2 separate regions of the Zea mays genome follow, and region 1 is linked to region 2. The links are chromatin contacts, called in public Hi-C maps. All regions are on one chromosome and are shown on one strand. Each heading gives the region's core, a stretch centred on a gene start, on an enhancer-like site or on the middle of the called end of the contact. The rest is flanking DNA. Distances are from core to core; before and after follow the strand shown.

Region 1 (7,071 bases), core at 2,308-4,807, 100 kb before region 2:
CTCTCTCTCTCCCTCGCGAACGCTTGTAACCCCCTACTGCAAGCGCATCCATCCGCCCTGGGCGCAGGACAACACGAAGGCCGTGGTTTCCCCTTACTGTTCTCCCCCTTTGTGTCCTGTCTCACGCCGACCCATCTGGGCTGGGACACGCAGCGACAATTTACTCGTCGGTCCAGGGACCCCCCAGGGTCAAAACGCCGATAAACTGTATTTAAGTTGTTTTCATCCCTAATTAAGTATAGTTTCTTTAAAGCTGCGATAAAAATATACTCTAATAGTGTATTTATCTTATATTGTAGACCTTCGTTCCAATTTATAATTTGTTTGTCTTTTTTATCCAAGTTTGACCGGCTAGTCTTATTAAAAAAATCATAATTATTATTAATTTTTACTGTGATATTGTCTAGCATATAATCTACTATACTTAAAGCACCAGTTTCAACGGTCGTCCCGCGTCATTTTTTTACAAATAACCTCTCGCAGCTATTTCAAATTAACCTGTTGCACGCCTATAGATGGCCAAACGGTGGCCCGGGTACGGGCCAGACGCCCGTGGGCCATAGCTCTGGCCTAGGCACGTCATGCCGGCCTGCTGACTATGCGGGGCCGGCCCACCGACTCATTTGATTAAATCAGCGTAAAATGTTAAAAAAACGGTGCAGGAAGTGGGGTTCAAACCCATGCCCTGATAGAAGAAGGACGGGTGACATTGAGTGAAGCTATCTAACCAGTATAACATCATGCTTAGATGTTTTTAATATTGAATATAAATTGTATATATGTATATACGTTTTTTGTAAAATAAAAAATATAATCGTGTCGGGCCGGGCCAGCACTACGAGCCGAGTCTACAGCCCAAGCACGACACGACGTTCTTGGCTCTTGCAAGCATTAGGTCGTTTCTGAGACCACATTGGCGCAATGGACTCCATGGTGTTTGAGGTTGCTAAATTGGATGGAGCAACAATGATTTGTCACACTAACAGTAAAATGAAACTAACAGTAAAATGAAAGGTTACTTGTTGGTTTTAAGCGTTAGTAATTGCTACGAAGTAGCATAATTTATATGGAGCGCATCCAGTTTTTATTGATGCCTGACTTTAGCAACCACTCCATATTTTGATCTATCTTTTTTATAAGTTTGAGTTCATGTGACTTATTTTAAAAACTTGAGCTCACAAACTTTCTCTTATTTGGTCTCTGTATGGTGGAATTATGTCATTCTATAATCTATGTTCGTTCAGTCAGTCGTTGTGAACTCTCTTCTAATCGCTCACTTCATTTGGTCGTGTTGTACCAAGATATATTAGATGGAGTAAACAATAACATCAGTTAGCCAAATCAAGAAAATATTATACGGAGAGCGGAGACAATCAATAAAAAATCTTGAGATTTTTTTGGTGGATAGTTTATGTAGGTATTGTTGTAAGCCGTCGTAACGCACGGGCAACCGACTAGTATACTTTAAATATGGCTTTTAATTTTTCATTTTTTCGCAAAAAATGAATAGTACGAGACCGTCAAATGTGGCAAAAAAGTCAAATAAATTATAATTGAGGATGGAGGGAGTAACTGTTAGTACATACTTGACAAAGTTTGTCATTTTTAGGATATGGAGAATTTTAGCATAAAACAGCTAAACACCTTGGAGGGAATGCATACTTCTTAGGCTATCTCCAGTAACTTATTCTCAACTTTTATTTTAAATTTCACTTTATAAATAGTATAGTCTATAATAAAAAATATTATTTTGCACAGCCAATCGGCCATATACATAATCTGATGGTCATAGCCTCTGAGTCATACGGGAAGTTGCAAACGCTTGGATCATGCAAAGCAGCGTATGAAATTGAAACAAGACCATGTATACGCAACTGTTTATGTGTGTTATTAGACTATCTTCAGTAGCTTACCTATCTCTATACTTATATTTAAACTCCACTCTGCGAACTACAATACAGAATAGTGTAAACCAGTGTTTTTAGATAAATCATGAGTAGACTACTGCATATAGCTTTACACGCACATCGAGAGCACAGTGTTTGTATGCACTAGGGCTGAGCAAAAAACCCGTAACCCGAAACCCGAAACCGGAATACCCGAACCCAAACTCGAAATACCCGAAACCCAATTTTTGTTTGGAAATTTCGGGTAGCAACTTGCATAACCCGAATTTATTTCGGGATAATTCGGGTATCACAGTCGGGTACCCGAAATACCCGAACTTTCATGTGTCATGTACTCATGTCATGCTTAATTATTAATTTGTACATCTATAATTATATGTAAGTGTGCATAACTTTTGATTGTAAATTGCTTGTGTTTTATATGTCCATGTATATTATTATTCAAACTATATTTTTATATTAATTTAATAGGGTGTATGTGTTTTTATGAAGCCAACACAATAATTCGGGTAGTTCGGGAATACCGAACCCGAACCCGAAATTCCGAGTACCTAACCCATTGTAATTTCGGGTATCGATTCTCAAAATCCAAAATTTAAAATACCCAAATTATTCGACCCGAAATTTTTGGATAAGCCGAACATCCACCCCTATTACGCACAGTTGTACATACCCTAGGATCATAGGGACAACTGTCTGGACTCTGGAGTGCGGTCCATGGAGTAGTAGCGCAGTGGAGAAAAACCAATGCTATAGATTGCTTCTTGATCCAGCAATCAGATCAAGCACCTTTACAGCAGCATCACACAAGCAAAGATTACTGGAGGCGGCGGCGTCCGCGTGGCTGTGGATTCACGACGGCGACGTCGGCCATTGCCTCGGCGATCCTGTGGTGGTGGGCGAGCGAGAGTTACAGCTGCTCCGCTCGTTCGATCTTTTCCAAAGACTACGATATCATGTCTTGCTAGCTGGACTCTAGTTAGTTTCCAAAAATTATTGGACCATCGTGAGAATGAGTGTAAAGAAAAAAAAAGGCGTCTGAAAGCGTTGTAGCTACTAGCTAGTCCAATTTATGATTGGTCAATCAAGACGTTCCAGAGTTTCTACTAACTGTATGCGTTCCCTTGTTTGTCTGAGGCAGCTGCAAGTATGGCATCCACACAATCTCCCGGTGGCAAGGTAGCTAACATCCACGCCGTTTTCAGCGCAGCGTTGTGTGAACCATATGGAAAGAAAGAGCAGGGCGAAGGAAACATGAGCAGAAAGAGACGGCCGGTCCATCCCGCTCCGCGGCTCCGGTAAAAGCCAGCTTGGCTTAGCCACTCCGGCTTTTCCTGGCTCGTTCAATTCCTTCCTGTGCGTGCGTGATCCGTGTGCCGAAGCGAGGCGCTGCGACCTGCGACTGCGAGCTAGCGACGCGGCGCAACGGACTGCCTCCCTGGTGTGGTGCCTGCCACCAGGTCCTCGCATCCCCCGACCCGATAAGCAGCGCGGACGGGGCAAAGCAACCGCGCTCATTCGCGCCGGAGCCAGAGAAGGAGATCGGAGAGAGGCCCCGTGGGCCGGGGCCCGGCATACGCCACACGCCACCGACAACGCATCGCATCAGGCGAGCCCATGCCGTGCTGATCCTGCAGCGACGGTGCGCGGGGAGCACGCGCGCGCACGTGGGCTGGGCCGGATCAGTTACCTGGCCCGTGTCTCGCCACCCCCGCGCCGCTCAGCTCCTTATGCGAGCGGTGGACCGATTATGGATGGCAATGGATGTCATTTATCCGCGTACCCGCGGATAAAAAATCTGTTGGACACAGTTTTGGGTACGAGTCTGTATACATGGATACAGATACGAGTAGCACTTGATATCCGTGGATATTTTTAAAACAGATAGGAAAAATCAATATCCATACCCAATTACCCGAATATCCGTTAAAATTACACCCGTCCCGCAGGCCCATGGGCCACATCGCCACAGCCCACAAGGCCACAACCGTTCTCCAATCTCCATGCTTCCATCAATCTAGCGAAGCCCTCGCTCGGCCAGTCCATTCTCCGATCTCATTCTCTCCTCCTCTGTCCTCTCCCACTCGGCCACTCCTACCGCCACCGCCCACTCCATCTCACCTCTCCCAGACCCCCGCAGTCGCTGCCCCCTACCGGTCCGGGTCCCTGGCTCCCTGCGCGGCTCCCGGGCACAGAGCGCAGATCTCCAGCTCGTCCTCAGTCCCTGCATCGCTGACTCCCTGCGTAGCTTGTCCTCAGTCCCTGGCTCCCTGCATCGCTGACTCCCTACGTGCCTGGCCGCCTGCTTCATCAGGATCAAAGAGGAAGCTCAGATCTGATTTTGCTAGACAATTTTATATTTGCTGGACAAATATGATATCATGTTTGAATTTGCTGGACAGATTCTGTATGACTTTATGTTTTTATCATATTTAAATTTGTTTGTTGGACAAATATGATATCATGTTTGAATTTGCTGGATTTAAATATTTTGTATGTGTAGTGGGCAAACGGATATATCCGCGGATATCCGTTATCCGCGGGTAACGGATGTGGATACTGTTTGTTATCCATGGTGGATAACGGGTACGAGTTCGGATATCGGATATAAGTCGCGGATATGGGTGTCCAGAGACAGTATCCGCGGATATTTTAACCGTTGCCATCCCTAGGACCGATTCTAATTCTCGAGAAATATAGCTACGTTATCACAGATCTTTAGATTCGCTTTATTCTCTCTCGTCATTAAATGCGAGAAGATGTTAAAGACTCGTCTCTTTTCCCATAAGCACAACAGAGAATACACGAGACACATGATTAAGGTTGGGCATCTTCACTGTATTATGAGGTAGTGTACATGTTGCTTATATAGAAACGTAAGACCTCTCAGAGGTAAAACCGGTATTTACCCACATAGGCCCTCGTTAGGGTTTCTTAGCACTCTGCCTTGGGTGAATACCACGACCAACACATGTCTCATAAAAACTCACAGAAACTGAGTGGAAAAATATGGAGAAAGAGCGTATGGTGGCGCAAATTGCATTTGCACTTTGTTGCCTCGTTAAAAACCTTATGCGAGAAACTTCAGAAAAAACTCACCAAGGGAAAAAGAGTACAACTAGTGTCATCAGAACAGATTTCGATATTCTAGATCTTGATTCCATTGAAACTTTTGTAAGGGCTAACTCTAGGATTGTGCTCCCCCTGATCCTTACAAAATTGTCTCAATATGGCAAAACATCCTCTTCTGGAAGTATATGCACATAGAGATTGAGCAAGCGCATTGCATATTGTTGCTAGGATTATTCAGGAACTTCAACTCACTTTTAGAATACACGATGTAAGTGCACATATCAGCATAAATAAGTCACTTTGACTGGTGGTGTTCGATCGACTGGATCTACATATCTGGTAAAAACTTCCATAAATGTTCACACATCGATAATCAAGCTAACGCCTTCAAGGCATACAAGATACAATATGACATTCAGTGTCTCACGATTGTGATCAACATTAAGCGTTCACTCTCCCTAACGATGACATCTGTCAAAGTTATCATCCCTCATAACTCAAACATATTCTCCAGTATATGTATCTTATTGTTCATCTGTAATAATGAGAATGGATGATATTGGATGCTATATTTTTCTATTTTTACACCATAATTATACATAGTTGTGCAAAGCAAGTGACATGTCCTTCTATAGGACTTTGGGGATAATATAGTTGCAATAATACACACTTCAGATATAATTCATCGCTCTAGGCATTCGTTCATTGCAACTTCTATGATAGTGTAACAAAAGTCCATCAAAGATCATAATTGAGAGCACCTGGAGGGGAATGAATAGGCGATCCTGCAAAATTAACTCTAAACAACACAAACTTGGTTTATAATAGGTGTTACTGAGAACTAAAAACCAAGTTAGGATGAAAAGAGAGAAGGGAAAACTCTTCACTTGATTGTTCCTTTGAGATGAGTATTAAACTTAGGAGCAATATTGCAAGTGAGTAGAGAACTCAAGAAGACAGTAATCGCAATAAGTAAATGGACAAGAGACACAACGTTTTTTGTTGTGGTTCGGCCAATGCCTACTGAAAGTCGCCTAGAGGGGGGGGGGTGAATAGGCGAATCTGAAATTTACAAACTTTTAAGCACAACTACAAGCCGGGGTTAGTGTTAGAAATAAAGCCGAGTCCGAAAGAGAGGGTGAAAACAAATCAACCATAGAAATAGAGCGGATGACACAGTGATTTGTTTTACCGAGGTTCGGTTCTTGCAAACCTACTCCCTGTTGAGGTGGTCACAAAGACCGGGTCTCTTTCAACCCTTTCCCTCTCTCAAACGGTCACCTAGACCGAGTGAGCTTTCTCCTTAATCAACGGGTCACTTAGACCCCTACAAGGACCACCACAACTTGGTGTCTCTTGCTTTGATTACAATTTTCTTGAGAACAAGAATGGAGGAAGAAGAAAGCGATCCAAGCGACAAGAACTCAAATGAACACGAAAATCTCTCTCACAAGTCACTAAGTGTTTAGAGTGGTTTTGGACTTTGGAGAGGATTTAATCTATTGTTTGTGTCTTGGAGTGAAGTCTAGAGCTCTTGTATTGAATGCAATTTGCTGGAAACTTGGATGCCTTGAATGGTGGTGGTTGGGGGTATTTATAGCCCCAACCACCAAAACAGCCGTTGGGGAGGGCTGCTGTCGATGAGCACACCGGACAGTCCGGTGCGCCACCGGACACTGTCCCGCGCGCAAACCACGTCACCCAACCGTTACGGTTCTGACGGTTTCGACCGTTGGAGCTCTGACAGCTTGGGGCACCGGACATGCACTGTTCACTGTCCGGTGCGCCTTCTGGCGCTGCTCTGACTCTGCGCGAACTGTCCGCGCACTGTTCACGTTGTCAGCCGACCGTTGAAGTCGACCGTTGTACTGGCGATCGTTGCTCCGCTTGGCACATCAGACAGTCCGGTGACCCACCGGACAGTCCCGTGAATTATAGTGGAGCACGGCCTTAGAAACCCGAAGGTGAAGAGTTGAGGTCGATTCAGCTTGGTGCACCGGACAGTCCAGTGCGTCAGACTAGAGTTCTCTTCGGTTTCTTTTGCTCCTTTGTTTTGAACCCTAACTTGTGTATTTTTATTGGTTTGTATTGA
Region 2 (6,906 bases), core at 1,125-3,624:
ATTTGTGATAACATTTGTGTCATCTTTTGTTCAAATTATAGAACCTCAGTGTCCTTTATTTGCCAAAAAACAAGTGGTTTGTTTTTTGCACCAGTGTTGTCGATTTACCAGCTTATTAACCAATTAATCGGTCTCGAGCTGTTGGAATTCAAAAATTGGTTTGATTTTGAATTCAGACGATTTCTACTAGTTTCCATTGATTTATCACGATTAATCAGATACTGGCCCCAACCGGTTTTTTCTAGGGATCCAGTTTGGTGAACCTTGCTAACTTACAATTTTGTCTACCTTAGAGCTTCTTGTTTTATTTGTTACAAGATCTAGCAGGCGCCTGTTGGCAAATTGGCAACAATAGACTAGTTAGCCTACCCATCAACTCTCATCTTTTGATCTATAAAACATGATATTTGTATACGACTTTATACGAGACCCTTGGCAGGCTCCAAACCATTGCTACTAGGGTATTTTTGGTTTTTTGTCTAAGACGCTACATCTTGATTAATCTTAATCGTTCGAGTTAAAGGACTAATCTTAGACAAAAAAGTTAGGCTACAAGTCGTGATGTCTTAGGCTAGAATCCAGACAAACCTTAGGTACTAAGCATCTCCAATATAGCCTTAAATCAGTATCCTATCTTAAAATATATGACTCAACTTGTAAAAAAACAACTCTAACAATACCTCTATTTTACAAATTTTTTATGAATTGCCCCAAATATACTACACCACATATTAGTGTCCTATTCTTGTTTTATATATCATTCTCAATATTTTCTTTACTAATAATATAATTTACTTCCTAAAATACATGATCTAAGACTTACCTTTTGGAGCCCAATTTGTTCTCAGTGCCCTAAACACTTTAAATTATGTAGTATTTTAAACTATATGGCAATATTTTGAGGCACCTTGAGGTGCCTCAAATAATGAGCCAAAATTCTAATATTATATTATTTAAAGTGTTTAGGAATGAAAAGAAGTTGAGCTCCAATAGTTAAGCTCTAAATCAAGTATTTTTTTGAAACAAATTACATTATCAAGAAAGAAAAGGTTTATGATGTTGTAGAAACTAAGGATAGAGCACTAATATGAAGTTTAGTATATTTATGTTACTTCACGATGTGTCCTGTATTTTTTGAAAAATTATAAAATAACCGTTGCAGCAATTTTTTACAAGTTAGCAGTCCTGGTGGCGACTTACGAGTGGCCACGCAAGTCGCAACCCTATGCTAAAAGCCAGTGACAATGCACCTGACGTGGTATCTGCGAAGCATATGGTTAAGGACGTTATTAGGCTTGTCGTTTTGCTCTCAATCTAGATCTATATAATTGGGTGTGGGATTAAGTGTGATGTATGAATTCAATAAATCTAGACCTGGATTAAATCTATAGGGATTTATTCTCTTGTAACCGAAAAGACCTTATATGTGACAGTAATAACCGATCAAGACTTTATCAGGATTGTGGCACATGGATTTGCACTGCATGCATCATGCATGCCCTGCTGTGTGTGTTGAAAGATCAGGGTAGCAGGCTAGCAGCCATGGCAGTGTTGCGTTGTCTGCCCTTTCCTTCTCCGGCTTCCTTGGCTGTTTGCGGCAAGTGAACCGGCGACGCCTCCATGATTGGGATGGGTCTCCTTGGATTCCAGAAACGCGCAGCTGGACGGACTCCGGTCGCAATTGGCACGGCGTCGCCACATGCAGGACCAGGCCCAGGCCCAGGCCCAGGCCCAGGAGGCTGCGGATCCGCAGCCGCAGGCCTCGCACGCTTCTCCTCGCATCGCATGTCGTGTCGGGTAATTCTGTTTCCTGCTCAGCTCTGTCCTGTGGCACAACACGCCTTGGCTTCCTGACATCCTGTGGGTTTCAGAGACGATAACAAAAAAAAAAACAGGACATGCGCGGCGTGCCAGCCCAACGGTTCCGACAACGCAACGTCGCTTCGTCGGGCTGTGCGTGGAAAAAAAAACCAGCCGGATATAGCAGGATATTTTTCAACACTGGTGCCCGCTGAAATATGGTGGCGAACGCGGTGAACGACGACGGGTCGACTGCCCGGGGCTGTCGTGCGCAAAACAGCAGCGTCGATAGGTCAGGGGGGTGTTGGTGTTGGGCTGTTGGTGCTGGATGGACGGCTGCATGGCATGGGCATGTGCCGGTTGACCATCCCTAGCTCTCGCCAGTCGCCACGGGCCACGGCTCGGCTCTCCCAGTCTCCCCTCCCGGCGCACGCGCTCCCCCCATGTGCGCCCAACATGTTCCTTGTCTGCCATGCTCGCCCGCGCGTCCGCACCACCACTCGTCCACCCCACAGCGCAGAGGGCAGTAGGGCACCGTGTACAGGGGAAAACGAACCGAACGTCCCGAACATGCCGTGGCCGGCGGCCGGCGCCCACTACAGGCCCGGTAGTGCACCGCGCACGCGCTCTGGACTCTGCTCTGCCCCGGCCCCGCGCTTCGTGCTAGGCTTGGCCGAGGGTGGTTTCGGTCCAATCGTCTTGCGCCATGAAGCCCTACTGCGCTCCTAGCATGCAGGAGAAGGACCAGGGTGAAAACGATTGAAAAAAGGGTCCACCACTTTCACTTTTAAATTATTTTAACGAAAACGATAAGATATTGTGGGAAACGAAACGGTATCGATATTTCGATTATGTCGATAAAAAATATACAGTCGAAAGTGCATCGATAACGATAGAAAATTACAAAAACGAGATTATTTAAACCGATAAACATATCAAAACATAGAACATGACACAAGCCATATATAAGTATATGACTTGATCGATATCATACAACAATATGTGTGAACCAATTAGAAAATAGATTTTAGTATGAGTAGCCAAACCACTTTAATAGATTTTGCGAGATGTTAGAAAATAGATCTTAGAAGACGACCGTAATAGATAGATCTCACAAGACATTAAATGAACATCTTACAAATACAAGTGACAACACTATACACACATACATATAGTTAGAAAGTCAACATAATTGAAGTCATTCTGGTCCTTCTAAGACTCTCGTGCTATGAACATATGTATCAAGAGTAATAATTGGAAAGAAACTATAAATAAGATCTATAAAAGTTTTGAACAACTCTAAACTAAATACCATTACATAGATTTTGATTTTAGGAAAACAATAAATTTTGTTTCATATTTTTCTAAGTTAAGATGAACTTATTATGAATTTACAAAGACCAGTTCACATTTAATATTTTTCTGAAAAATTATCGAATTCGTTACCAATGGTAAAATACCGAATAAATACGGTATGGACCATCAGTTAATGGGTTGTGGGCCATAATGGTGCACATGAGTGGAGTACAAGATGGCAAATGCAGTACACAATCGGGGGCATCGAATAATCAGAAGAGAACTTCTTTCCACTTCGGTATTCCTATCCTCTACGGGTCATCTTCCCCTAAATCCGCTCTCTACTAGTTCTTTTGGTCTAGGGATTCTATTGATTCGCATATGTAATTGTAGTCCTCTTCGACCCCCTGCTTACTCTCTGCTGCAAACTCGATTTATCTCACACTGTATTGGATCAATAGTGCTTATTGTGCGTGTTCATGGTGGTGGCTTGAGTGGATCACTAACAATTGGTATCAGAGGCATTCAGATTCCTGGAATTCTTTTCCTCTCTTGTATTGGATGTTGGGAAGATCAACGCTAGTAGTTGTTGCACTTTGAGGTTAGATTTGGACAGTGGGAGCAACATCCAAAGTTTGATCACAGTCTGCAATTTGGATTGTGCACGTGCTTGAAGGGCCATATCCTATTTTTGCTCAAGTGGTATTCCATTTAAAGCATCATGTTACTGAAGCCTTTGGAGACTTGCATGGCTAGAACATTTATGATGATTGTTGTCAGCTCGATATCAAGTGGAGGATATCTTAGGATCATCGCAACGAGAACATGAATGTCAGTTGTAGTGACACCATATGCTCATCTTCATCCATTGCCAAGGTGCACATATCGGACACGAGCCTTCCTGTTGGGTTTGCAACAAGCATCGTTGGTGTTCGTAGCAAAACCAATGTCGAGTTGTCTACTACCGTTGGTGACCTTAGTGAAAGTCGCCTAGAGGGGGGGTGAATAGACGAAATCTGAAATTATAAACTTTAAGCACACAGTACAAGTCGGGGTTAGCATTAGAATTAAATCCGAGTCCAAAAGAGAGGGGAAAACAAATCAATCAAGAAATAAAGCGGATGAACACAGTGATTTGTTTTACCGAGGTTCGGTTCTAAAGAACCTAGTCCCCGTTGAGGTGGTCACAAAGACCGGGTCTCTTTCAACCCTTTCCCTCTCTCAAACGGTCACTTAGACCGAGTGAGCCTTTTCCTTAATCTCCCGGGTCACTTAGACCCCACAAGGACCACCACACACTTAGGTGTCTCTTGCTTCGATTACAAATCACTTGAGAAAAGAAATGAGAAAGGAAGAAGGCAATCCAAGAGGCAAGAGCTCAAAACAACACAAAATCTCTCTCTCTCTCAAGTCACTAAATGTTTGAGATGAATTGGGGACTTGGAGAGGCTTTGATCTTTTCAATTGTATCTAGGAGTGAATGCTAGAGCTCTTGTAATGAATGTGATACTCAGAAATATTGGATGCTTGGGGTGGTGGTGGTTGGGGGGTATTTATAGCCCTCAACCGCCAAACAACCGTTGGGGCAGGCTGCTGTCGATGGGCGAACCGGACACTGTCCGGTGCGCCAACCACGTCACCCAACTGTTAGGATTCTGGAGCTTTTGACCGTTGGAGGCTTTGTCCTCTAGTGGCACCGGACAGTCCGGTGCCGCACCGGATAGGCACTGTTCAGTGTCTGGTGCGCATCTGACCTGCGGCTCTGACTCTGCGCGCACTGTTCCTCACTGTTCATCTGATCACCGCGCTTTTGCAGTCGACCGTTGCACGGAGTAGTCGTTGCTCCGCTGGTGCACCGAACAGTCCGGTGGCACACCAAACAGTCCGGTGAGTTATAACGGAGTGCGCCTGAAGAAACCCGAGAGTGGCTAGTTGGACTCTGTACGGTCCTGGTGCACCGGACACTGTCCGGTGGCACACCGGACAGTCTCGTGCACCAGACCAGAGCACACTCGGTTTCTTTGCTCCTTTGAATTTGATCCCTAACTTCAATCTTTTATTGGTTTGTGTTGAACCTTTATGCACCTGTAGAACATACAATCTAGAGCAAAGTAGTTAGTCCAATATTTGTGTTGGGCATTCAACCACCAAAATTAATACTGGGAAAAAGTTAACCCTATTTCCCTTTCAATCTCCCCCTTTTTGGTGATTGATGCCAACACAAACCAAAGAAAATATATAAGTGCAGAATTGAACTAATTTGCATAAGGTAAGTGCATAGGTTACTTGGAATTAAACCAATTTATAGTTTCACTAGATATGCATGAATTGCTTTCTTTTATTTAACATTTTGGACCACACTTGCACCACTTGTTTTGTTTTGCAAATTCTTTTTGAAAATATTTTCAAGATCCTTTTGCTAATAGTCAAAGGTATATGAATAAGATTGCAAGAAGCATTTTCAAGATTTGAAACTTCTCCTCCTGTTTCAAGTGCTTTTCCTTTGACTAAACAAAACTCCCCCAGAATGAAATTCTCCTCTTAGTTTCAAGAGGGTTTTACCAATTTTTGAAAATACTAACCAATTGAAAAATTATTTGAAAACATAGTTAGATACCAATTTGAAAAACTTTCGAAATGAAGTTTTAAATTGGTGGTGTGTGGTGGTGCGGTCCTTTTGCTTTGGGCTAATACTTTCTCCCCCTTTGGCATTAATCGCCAAAAACGGAGACTTTGTGAGCCCTAGAAACTTTCTCCCCATTGGTACAAGTAAATAAGAGTGAAGGATTCTACCAATTTGGAGTGAGCGGAGTAGCGACGAAGGATAAATGATACCGTTAGAGTAGAGTGGAAGCCTTGTCTTCGTCACATACCCCATTTCCCTTTCAATCTACAACTTAGTATATAAATATACTTGAAAACACATTAGTCGTAGTCTTGGTACATAATTAATAAGAAATATGCATTTGTACCAAAGTGAAAGAGATATGACCAAAGGTATATGAAATAGCTATTTGTGCAATTTTTCAATCAAAATTCCGAGAATCAAGAATATTTAGCTCATTCCTAAGTTTGTTAAAGGTTTTCTCATCTAATGGCTTGGTAAAGATATTGGCTAATTATTCTTTGGTGCTAACATAAGCGATTTGGATATCCCCCCTTTGTTGGTGATCCCTCAAAAAGTGATACCGAATGTCTATGTGCTTAGTGCGGCTGTGTTCAACGGAATTATCCGCCATGCGAATTGCACTCTCATTGTCACATAGGAGAGGGACTTTGCTCAATTTGTAGCCATAGTCCCTGAGGGTTTGCCTTGTGACACCCCAGTGTCACCTAGGGTTTCTCTCAAATGCCAAACCAAGAACCATCATTTCATGTGAACCAAATTAAGCATGAACACCAATTTGACTTCAGAATAAAGAATCCACCAAGCATATACTTAAAAGTATCATGATCAAAACAAATGGGTCTTTCAAAAAGGTAATAATGTTGCAACCTTAATAAAAACCCTAAGTGAGCCCCATGATCAAAATTCAAGAAAATAAGGACAAGAGTATGAAAAATTTAAAATTATGACTTGAGCCAATTATAAACATTGAAGTATATTTAATAAGCAACAAGAAAGGTTGAGAAAGCTTGGCCAAAATAACTCAAATAAAACCCCAAATCAAGCTTCTCATGTGAGGACTTAATGGGAATTCTGAATTTCAGAATTCTGAAATTCAGACCTTGAGCCAAAGATCAGGGATGTTCACCTTGATCCCTAACTCGAATCCTAATGGCCCCATTAACAAAAATGTGCCTAACTAA

What was found. Hi-C and Micro-C count contacts between places; a contact is called where the count stands out from the background.
Region 1: a Hi-C map of ear shows a contact between it and region 2, with 2.7 times the contacts expected there. The contact joins two enhancer-like sites. A contact is called at or near these places in 5 of 25 Hi-C or Micro-C datasets (bundle sheath, ear, endosperm and 2 more).

Annotation. Positions count from the first base shown.
Region 1 is chr1:91,211,122-91,218,192 of Zm-B73-REFERENCE-NAM-5.0, reverse strand. No RefSeq gene overlaps it. Among protein-coding and RNA genes, the nearest start is that of LOC103637641, 65 kb to the right of the region's middle. Within about 2 kb of position 3,557, at least 19 of the 20 cell types and tissues checked have an H3K27ac peak or open chromatin away from gene starts, as enhancers often do. A contact at or near this core is called in bundle sheath, ear, endosperm and 2 more, where this site is marked.
Region 2 is chr1:91,110,114-91,117,019 of Zm-B73-REFERENCE-NAM-5.0, reverse strand. No RefSeq gene overlaps it. Among protein-coding and RNA genes, the nearest start is that of LOC109939297, 32 kb to the left of the region's middle. Within about 2 kb of position 2,374, at least 19 of the 20 cell types and tissues checked have an H3K27ac peak or open chromatin away from gene starts, as enhancers often do. A contact at or near this core is called in bundle sheath, ear, endosperm and 2 more, where this site is marked.